Linked DNA regions of Rattus norvegicus: region 2 is linked to region 1. Evidence: chromatin contacts called from public Hi-C data. All regions are on one chromosome and are shown on one strand. The core of a region is the stretch at or near the end of the contact, and the rest is flanking DNA. Distances in the headings are between cores, read along the strand shown.

Region 1 (5,087 bases), core at 689-3,188:
TGAATTTTAGGAGCCTCATAAACTTGGAGATGGAGGGAATTGATATGATACTCTCAACTGATCTATGCAGTTTTAGACAATTGAGGGTAATTTTGATGATATCCTATGGTGATTTAGAAGTCTGGGTTTCTAGGCAGGAATAAATTATGCAGCCAGGAGGGTAGTCAGATGACAAGATGATGAGAAAGGAAAGGAGGCTCCCATGTGTTATTAAAACTGGACTGAAAAATTAAAATGATTTTACTTGCTTTTTAAAGATTTAAAAGTTGGTCTCCTCTACTAACCAGTAAGCCTTTAAATTCGATACATCACTAGTCTTAGTGTTTATGGAGACTCTTTCCTTGAGAAGGAATAACTAAGTATCAATTCTCTGTGTGAGGTGTATCTTACTATAAGAAGATGAAAGACGGTTGGAAAACTTAACAGTATGGAAGAACGTTGCTGCCACCTAATGGAAGAGAGAAGTATACTCGTTATTCTGCTATAAGCAATTTCCTTCACCATATGGGAACATCCATATATGACATAACTATTTCTACAAATGCACTTAAATTGAAAATTAATTTTTATTTATATTAATTTCAAATTTTTGATATTCAGGTGTTTTATATACGTGCACTGTGGTTGCATAAGTAGCAAACTATGAAATGAGTTTAGTTGTGCTTTTTATTTGTGTATATTTAAACGAGATCTTTCTCTGTGGCTCAGACGGCTTTGAACTTACAATCTGCTTCGCTCCAGCTCTACAGTTCTGTGATTACTGATGAGAAATACCCATGTCTGGTTTTTCTGTTTTAATAGAATTTGCTCTCTTACAACTTTACTGGGATCAAATTTAATAAAGGCTTAGTGATCTAGTGCATGAATCAAAGATGTTGATCTATTTTGTTTAAGTACTTTAGGAAATTCTAATAAACCTATCAGTGAAATGAAGCCCTAACCACAGTAAGAAGGGATACTGAGCTGAGAGAAAACAGTCGGGAAATCATAAAAATGACAGATAGAGATTGTCTGCATGTGCTTGTTCATGTACGAGTGGAGGTGTATTTGCCACAAAGATAATAAGCTACTCATAATTTTTCTGTTTTAAAATTATAATTATTTAAAGCACTGGCAGCATTGATTTCCCACCCCTCTTTTCCTCACGGGTGAAGAATGCTTGGCAGGTTGTCAGGTTAATCAATACGTTTGGATAAAAAGAATTTGTGACCTCATACACTCTTGAAGGTAGAGGAAAGGGGATGTAGGTACAGGCCGGAGATATAGGGGTAATTCTGAGATACAGGGGCAATTCTGAGATACAGGGGCAATTCTGAGATACAGGGGCAGTTCTGAGATACTGGGGCAATTCTGAGATACAGGGGTCAGTTCTGAGATACACAGGACAGTTCTGAGATACAGGGGGCAGTTCCGAAATACAAGGTCAGTTATGGAATACAGGGACAGTTCTGAGATGCAGGGGCAGTTCTGGAAAACAGGGGCAGTTCTGAGATACAGAGGCATTTGTGGAATACAGAGGCAGTTCTGAGATACGAGGCAGTTCTGGGATTCAGGGGCAGTTGTGGGATAAAGGGGAAGTTGTGGAGTGCAGGGGCAGTTCTGGAACACAGGGGCAATTCTGAAATACAAGGGCAGGTCTGGGATATGGGAACAGTTCTGGGATACAGGGAGCAGTTCTTGAATACAAGGTCAGTTTTGCAATATGGGAGCCGTTGTGGAATACCCAGGTAGTCAGATCTTGCCTCATTTAGTACCGTGAACTAAGAGTCAGGATAACGAAGAACACTCCTATTCCAAGGGAAACGTGTTCAGCAGCATCAGGAACCCCGAAGGGGGTGATAGGACAGCAGAAAAGTGCAGAGAAACAAGAGGACAATTCAGCCAAAGAAGTGAGTACCACGTGGTTCCAGGAGCGCAGGGAGAAACAGAAGGCTCAAGTAAATAAGCCTGGATGCCCTCTTGGAGGAGGTCAGCAGCTCTTCCTGGAATGAGCACAGACCCACAGCTCTCTCCAACCAGATCTCCCTGGGGATACTGGGAAGAAAAGAGGTTTCTTTGGCAATGGAGGTCTGGGACATTTTGTCATTCACGAGACTTGGATGCTGTGTGTAAGCACTATCGGAGAACGAATCTATTGTTTAAGACCAAGTTATTCCGAGGCCTGAGAAAAAGGAAAAATCAAAATGGAGATCCAGGTCAACCTGTCACAGCCTCCCTTAAAGTTCTAGGAGGAGAGAATCATACCTGGACGGGGGCTTGGCTCAGGCAGGGGTGTGTACAGTAGGAAGCAGCCTGGTCCTCTGGCAGCTGACTTCGCCTGAGACTGATGTGGAGTCTGAGCTCCATGAATAGACACAACTCTTCTGTAGATGCCCAACTTCGCCGAGTTAGGTGGTACCAGCCTCAATCACAGGGATACAGATCTGCAGCCGAGCTATACCCCGATACCCCAGTCCTGTACACTGTGAACTCTAAGCTTAGAGGACTCAGGAAGGAATCTCTTCCACATTTTGCATTTATTCCCCATGTTTTCTTTTAACTGGGTTTGTGATAGAATTCTGACACAGGGTTTTGTTTGTTTGTTTGTTTGTTTGTTTGTTTGTTTTCATAAGGTCTCATGTAGGCCAGGCTGGCTTCAAGCTTGCTCTGTAGCTAATGGTGACTTTTCTTGAACTCTTTTGTTTTTCCATGATGGAATTTATTCATTCTTTTTTTAAATTAGATATTTTATTTATTTACATTTCAAATGTTATCCCCCTTTCCCGGTTTTCCCTCTGCAAACCCTTTATCCCATCCAGCCTTACTCTGTTTCTATGAGGGTACTGTGCTACCCCAAACACCCACCCACTCCTGCCTCACCACCCTAGCATTCCTCTACACTGGGGCACCAAGCCTTCACAGGACCAAAGACCTCCCTCCCATTGATGACAGATAAGGCCCCTTCCGTTCCTCCAGTCCTTCCCCTATCTCTTCCGTTCGGGTCCCTGTGACCAGTCCAATGGTTAGCTTCGAGCATCTGCCTCTGTACTGGTCAGGATCTGGCAGATCCTCTCAGGAGACAGCTGTATCAGGCTCCTGTGGGTAAGTACCTCTTGGCATCCACAATATTGTCTGGGTTTGATGTCTGCATGTGGGATGGATACCCAGGTGGGGCAGTCTCTGATAGCCTTTCCTTCAGTCTCTGCTCTGCTCTTTGTCCCTGTATTTCCCTTAGACAGGAACAATTCTGGGTTGAAAATGGTTGGAGATGGGTGGGTGGCCTTATCCCGCAAATGGGGGACCGTGCCTAACACTTGGAAATGGTCTCTGGCAGGTTCTTTCTCCCTTTTGTGGGATATTTCATCTAATGTTATCCCTGTGGGGTCCTGGGAGACTCTTGTTTTCCTGGCATTTGGGACTTTCTTGTGGCTACTCCCAGTTTCCCATCCCCCATTGCTACACACCTCTGTTCAATTTCCTGACCCTCTGTACATCTCCATCGCCTCCCATACCTGATCCTCCCCTCTTTTCCCTCTCCCCATCCTTTCTCCCTCCCAAGTCCCTCCCACCCTCTATCTCTTGTATTTTATCCCCCTTCTAAGAAAGACTGAAGCATTCACATTTTGGTCTTCCTTCCTCTTGAGTTTCATATGGTCTGTGAGTTGTATCATGGGTATTTTGAGCTTTGCCTATCAGTGAGCACATACCATGTGTGTTCTTTTGTGACTGGGTTACCTCACTCAGGATGATATTTTCTAGATCCATCCATTTGCCTAAAGTCATTGTTTTTAATAGCTGAGTAGTATTCCATTGTGTAGATGTACCACATTCTCTGTATCTATTCCTCTGTTGAGGGATATCTGGGTCATTTCTGCCTTCTGGCTATTATAAATATGGCTGCTATTAACATAGTGGAGTATATGTCCTTATTACATAATGTTCTCATTTCCATTCTATCCTCTAACAACACCCCCCACCATGTATCCTCAGTTCTCTCTCAAATTCATGGCTTCCTTCCTTGTGTGTATGTGTGTGTGTGTGGGGGGGGTGTTGGTGTGTTTTTGTTACAACTGTTCTTCTTTATCTGTCTTTTGTTTAACCCTGCTTCTCTATTTGTCCCGTACTCTGTCTCCCTCACCTTATTCATTTGCTATTTCTATGTTTACCACAGGGAATTGGCCTGATGCTGCTTATATGCAAATGCTAAATTCTGTACCCTAAGATCTGGCTGTTCCTCCCCTCCCCCATGAGGATATCATCAAGGAGGAGGAGATCCTCACCTATGCCAGCTTTTATTGTATAAATCTTGACCCCAAGTTATCCCTGATTGGTTAATAAAGGTGCCCTTATCCTGGGCTGGGCAGAAGAGAGAAGGCAGGGCAAAGGCTCCAGGACTTGGGGGCATCTCAGGCATGAACCACAAGGAAAAGGGGAGATGAGGAAAAGGAAGACAATTCCATAGGGTAGGTGCTTCATGAGTACATGACCATGAGGGCTGGCCAGTTGGTGTAGGAGCAGCCCTGGCAGAACATGACAAGTAATAACCTGGGTTTATTGACAGGGAAGTATATAGAGTTATTGACAAAATAGTATATAGAGTTAATATTTGCCTAGCTCAAATGCTTTAAGGCTTATCATCAATATAGAGGGTTTTGTATCTTTTATTTGGGAACTGCATGGCCTAAATGGGGGTAAAAACCCCAGAATAATATTTGCCACAACAATTTACCTTAGGTATTTTTTAAAGTTTCATAGTACCTACTACATTAGTTGTAATATTGTGTGCTTTATGGTAATTTGTGGTGTGTTTAGGAGCTTTAATGAATAACTGGTTATGTGTGAATTTAAGTATTTTTAATATCTTCTTTGCTTTGGTGTTGCTGCTGTTAGAGCAGTTTGTTTCTCCGCTATAGGCTTCCTGGGGATTGAATCTTTGGGATCAGAAGAAGCCAATATAAGACATTATGAGACGTCCAGAGGACACATAAATGCAATAGTGCAAGAAAGTGTGGCAGCAGGACTCCTCCAAGAGATCCCAACCCCTTAATTACCTTAATTACCCAGTGCAAAGGTACTAGAGTCACTTTTAAAGGTAGTTAGTATTTCAT
Region 2 (5,087 bases), core at 1,851-4,350, 97 kb before region 1:
GTATACCCAAGGTTATACAATTGTTCTATTTAGAGATGAACAGTGTACATGCAGCCTCCATGAAGGAGTTCATGATCAATAAGTATTAAGCATCATCTCTCATGAACAATGTGCAGAAGCTGATGCTAAGTCTGCATCTTCCTTTGAATTTCCTAGACCCCCACCTTCTCTTTCCTCACAGAACTCTCTGCTCTTGAGTTCCCACTGCTGTTCGGGGTCCAGGAAAAGCAGAGATCACTGTCATATCTTTTAATATCCAAGGTGGTGACTTTTGTGGAGAGAGAGGACATCTCCAGTCTTGCCCTAAGTACCAGCAATGGTTCTATGCTCTCTCCTGAGAGCATTTTGCTTCTGTTCACTGCAATGATGTGACTGTCAAATTCATGCTCTACCAAACATAAAAAACTCTAAGTTCTGCTTCTGAGAAGTGAACTAGAATGAGACTCTAATGAGAAAAAGAATTGAAAGAGCTTGAAGGGGCTTGCAACCCCATAAGAACAACAATGCCAACCAACCAGAGCTTCCAGGGACTAAACCACTACCCAAAGACATGGACTGACTCTGGGCTCCAACTGCATATGTAGCAGAGAATAGCCTTGTTGGGGCACCAGTGGAAGGGGAAGCCCTTTGTCCTGCCAAGGTTGGACCCCCAGTGCAGGGGAATAAGGGGGATGTATAGGGCGAATACCCGTATGGGGGAGGGGAGAGGAGAGAATGGGGGCTTATGGACAGGAAACCGGGAAGGGGAAGAATGTTTGAAATGTAAGTAAAGAAATATATCTAATAAAAAATTGAAAAAAGAAAAAGAATAGTATTAATCTATCAGTGCCAGGTAATTATAATTTAAAATAATGTTCTATATTGTTCACATTTGGAAAAAGAAACACACAAATCCAAATTTAAAATTTCAATTTTCTTCAACTTCCATGGAAGTTAGTGTTGGCTTTTGTAGCAAGAGAACTCTTAGTCACGGTGGAAAATGCCTCTGCTGCTGCACTGGTCAGCTGCCTCCTCTAGTCTTTTCTTACTGCTTCTACAGCAGTGGTGTTCAACCTTCTGAACGCTGTGACCCGTTTAGTACAGTTCCTCATGTGATGGTGATCCCAACCATTATTTCCATTGCTATTTCACTATAATTGTGTTACTGATATAAATTGCAATGTAAATATCCATTTCACATAGTCTCCTAAGACCCAGTGGGTTGAGAACCAGTGTTCTAGACTCTCGAAGAGGTCTTATTTCAGATTCCTCAGACTTGTGACATTCTTTACCTTCTTCAATCTCATGAGGGTCTTTCTTTCCTTAAGGGAATGTTTCTATTGAGAGGAAATTGATGTGCAGCAGGATATCCTGAGTACTAGAGGGAAACATAATCAGAAGGAATAAGCATCATATTCTTTGATAAGATAAAGTAATGCGAAAGCCTATTTCTTACAGCCACTTAGGAAGAAGGACCTTTAACTGAAGGATTACTTCCACCCAATTGGCCTGTGACCATCTGTGAAGTGCTTTGTCATTAGTATTTTTCTGACTTGTGTGTGAGGCATTTTCTTAATTGCTAATTGATGTAGGGGGGCCCTAAGTGTGCTCGAACTGTGTAAGGAAGCTAACTGACCAGGCCAAAAGGAACATGCTGGTAGAAACATTTCTCCACTCTGTTTCAGTTCCGCACTCGTAGGTTCCTGCCTGAGTTTCCCTCAATAAGGGATTCTAATCTATAAGCCAAATGTCCCCCTCCTGGAACTGTTTATGGTACTGATGTTTATCACAGCAACGGAGGCAAACAAGGTCATCAGCTAACAACAGACATGTCCAAGTATCTTGAGCACTTTTGAGCCAAGGAGGCCATGACCTTGTACTACGAGGACAAAAGAACTTCTGAGGGGAGAGCCAGGCCTGGTGGATCTACACCACGCCCACCTTTATTGTTCCATGATAGATACATGTAATTGTTCTCTTAGTGAATGACGCTTAGTGCCAGCCTTATTCTGTCTTAGCCATAGGGACAGCCAGGATGACTGTGGTGGTGTGAAGAGTCCATTCCGCTTTAGGCTCACTTTGCCAATGTCGGGGAAAAGTATTAAACTTCATAGTCAAAATGGACTGGAAAGTATGTGCTACTATTTAAGGCAAACCAAGGCAAAGAGTAGAGTGATGTGTATCTCACCAGGATAGTGTCAACACTGCTCTGTGTGCTCAAACTACAAAGGTACTTCTCACCATGGAGGAACCAGAAAGCAGAGGGGACGCAGTGTGCTTGTACTTGTAAGTACTTATGTACTTACTCCATGTGTGTGTGTGTGTGTGTGTGTGTGTGTGTGTGTGTGTGTGTGCGCGCTCGCGCGCACGTGCGTGTGTGTGCTTCTTACACCAACAGCGCAGTACTCAACAGTAACTAAAAACAAAACAAAACAAAAAAAAACCCAAACCAAACGTCCTGAGAATGTGTCAGAAAAACTAAACTTACTAAGACACAAAAATTCACTTGGTGGGGGTGCAATATGCAGGATGTGTGCCCAGCATGCACAAAACTCTGAGTCCAACCAAGAGACAGCATAAATCTAGGGTACACTGGTGCAATCCCAGCACTTAGAGAAAGACTTGAAGATGATCAGAAGTTCAAGGTCATTTTGTCTTGTAGTGGTTTTGAGCCATCCTAAGATACATGGGACCCTATCTCAAAAGAAAACAACCAACCCAGTTTCAGATTGAAGAAACACACACACACACACACACACACACACACACACACACACACACTCCCCAGAGTCCGCTAATAATCTAGAATCCAGCCCAAAAAACACCTAGGAAAATTTATAAGATCCTATTTATAGCTAGGCACAATGGGGCACACTTGAAATCTTAAAACTTGGGAGTCTAATGCAGAACTGAGCGTGTGAAGTAGGCTAGCCTGGGCTACCTAGTGAGACACCGTCGCAAAAAGAAGGAAAAAAAAAACAGAAAAAAAAATTTCTTCTCAAAACAACAAAGAAATGAAACACTTGACTCGTTTAAAGTTTAACTAAAAGAATGACAGGCTCCTGAATGACCTAAGAATTACTAGAAAGTCCTGGTTTAAATCTTTATGAAACCACTCTCTCTTTGTCTGCAATGAGAAATCCAATCTGTCTGCTGGATCAGCAGCTGCCTTTACTTTTGTCAGGGGAATTTTTTGCTCTTGGAGACAGCGCCCCCTGCTGTACACGATACTTAACTGCAGAAGGATTTTTCCACTCAACAAAAAGGACATAGGAAGACCATTATTAAAGTGAAAGAGGCTTTATTTTCAATATCATATAAGTCATTCCATTTAATATTTATAGTGCATAGTTATGTATGAAAGCATACACGGAAAACATTAAAAAATACCCAAGGATGCGCGTGCACAGGCAAAGAAGACAGCCTTTGTGTCTATAGCAAGCTCAGAGGTAGCACAAGAGAGTATCCATCTGGTAACATTGGAAATCATGCAAACAACTGAGTCAAGGCATGGCATTAAGGTGACATCAGCATGAGTTATAATTCCCTGGGTACAAAACCTATATATTCTTTGGGTTTCAAAAAAATTAAATGAATGGCCTACTTTTATCTTCTGGACAAAAAAACAAAAAAAAAAAATCTCTAAGAGCAAAGTGCACATATTGTCCTAACCACATACATATAAAATATTCAAGGCCACAGATGGAGGTCGCTAGATGACAAAAGAGGATACTGAGAGGTAAAGTAACCAGAGAGAGATGCAGGAGGGAGAGGCCCCTCTGCCTCCATGGGGGATGCAAAGGCTTAGGCACTGGAACACCCAACGTGGACCACACTGCCTGCCACAAGGAACTCCTCACTGAGCTGACGTCACCATCATCAAACCGCTCGACAGGCGGTTGTAACTTCCTTTACATTTCCCATGGGGGACAAGCATGGAAGTTAAAATGTTCATCTCTCCCAGGACACTAATTTTAAGTGATTTTATATATATATATATATATAATATATCTAGCACTAGGAGTATGCGGTTATAAGGATTGATTAAATTCAAGCTTCCAACTCAAATATTTAATGTGCAGAAATAAAAGCTATAATTCTTTACTGTTTTTTTTAAATCATGCGCTTAAAGCAGTCATTTAAAAATAAGACAGACAAAATTCATAATGGTTAAAAAGAGAAAAATATTGGACAAAATCTTCCGGTTCGTTATGTAGCTTTTTTTTTTCCTTTTATTTTTTATTTTTTTTTTAAACTGCAGTTTATCATGAAATGCAGGCCACTGTAGACAGCTATGGCTCAATACTGCTTGGTGTTCACTCAGGACATCATCTTCTTACACTCCACAGAACAGAAAACCATCCCTTCCACAGGCATGAACTTCTGCCCGATCAGGCACTTGCTGCAGCAGGAGCAGAGGAAGCACTCCGTGGACGCGTGCCAGCTGAAGTTATTGTACGTCACTCGCTGCACTTCCGGGTCGATGGCATTGTGGCACCCTTGACACACCTGCTCGGGGATGAATGGAGAAGAGGGTTAGAGACAGCGACATCTTTGTGAGACACTGTGCCGACGGGGCCCTGTATGCTGAGTGTGCCGAGAAATGGCAGGTGACGGACAGGGTGGGAGTGCGGTCCGTAGATGTCCCTCAGGGTGTAAATAGGAAGTTATGATGGCAAATCCCAAAGCACCGCACTTGTTTCCAGTCAAATTTTAGTAGATTTCACCGAAACAATTAGAAGGAATCTCTAAGACTGTTTTCCCGCACTCATTAACGCTCTGAAGTGGTAACATCACTAGGATGTGTCATGCCTAGGACACTGACACAGGTGACTGTTAACACCCACCAATTTCAAGAGAGTAGTAAACTAAAGTCATGCTCAAAATAATTAAGGATTTGAATAAAAGTACAGACAGTATTTGAAAACGAATGAGGGGTTCACACCATAAATATAACGTGTAGTTAATCAGCTTCTGTTCTGTCCTAAGTTTAGTCATCGTTTATCTGTGATCTATGCCATGAACTTTAATACCTCCCTTCCCTGCAGCACCCTTTGTTTTGTTTTGTCTGGGAGAAGGTATTCGGCCGGACCTAACTTCGTGATACT

The links. A called contact is a pair of places that touch in the nucleus more often than the background predicts.
Region 2: a contact with region 1 is called in a Hi-C map of the A7r5 cell line, with 6 times the contacts expected there. The contact joins two enhancer-like sites. A contact is called at or near these places in 11 of 12 Hi-C or Micro-C datasets (the A7r5 cell line, the Rat2 cell line, Schwann cells and 7 more) and 1 of 1 datasets of contacts at active chromatin or transcription factors (oligodendrocytes).

Annotation. Positions count from the first base shown.
Region 1 is chr4:46,269,697-46,274,783 of GRCr8, reverse strand. No RefSeq gene overlaps it. Among named protein-coding and RNA genes, the nearest start is that of Tes, 59 kb to the left of the region's middle. Within about 2 kb of position 1,938, at least 1 of the 93 cell types and tissues checked has an H3K27ac peak or open chromatin away from gene starts, as enhancers often do. A contact at or near this core is called in the A7r5 cell line, where this site is marked.
Region 2 is chr4:46,367,959-46,373,045 of GRCr8, reverse strand. Tes (testin LIM domain protein) reads right to left here. Exons shown (of 7, transcript NM_001039344.2): 7 at 3,264-4,488. The coding sequence ends at 4,300. Among named protein-coding and RNA genes, the nearest start is that of Tes, 39 kb to the right of the region's middle. Within about 2 kb of position 3,100, at least 4 of the 93 cell types and tissues checked have an H3K27ac peak or open chromatin away from gene starts, as enhancers often do. A contact at or near this core is called in the A7r5 cell line, where this site is marked.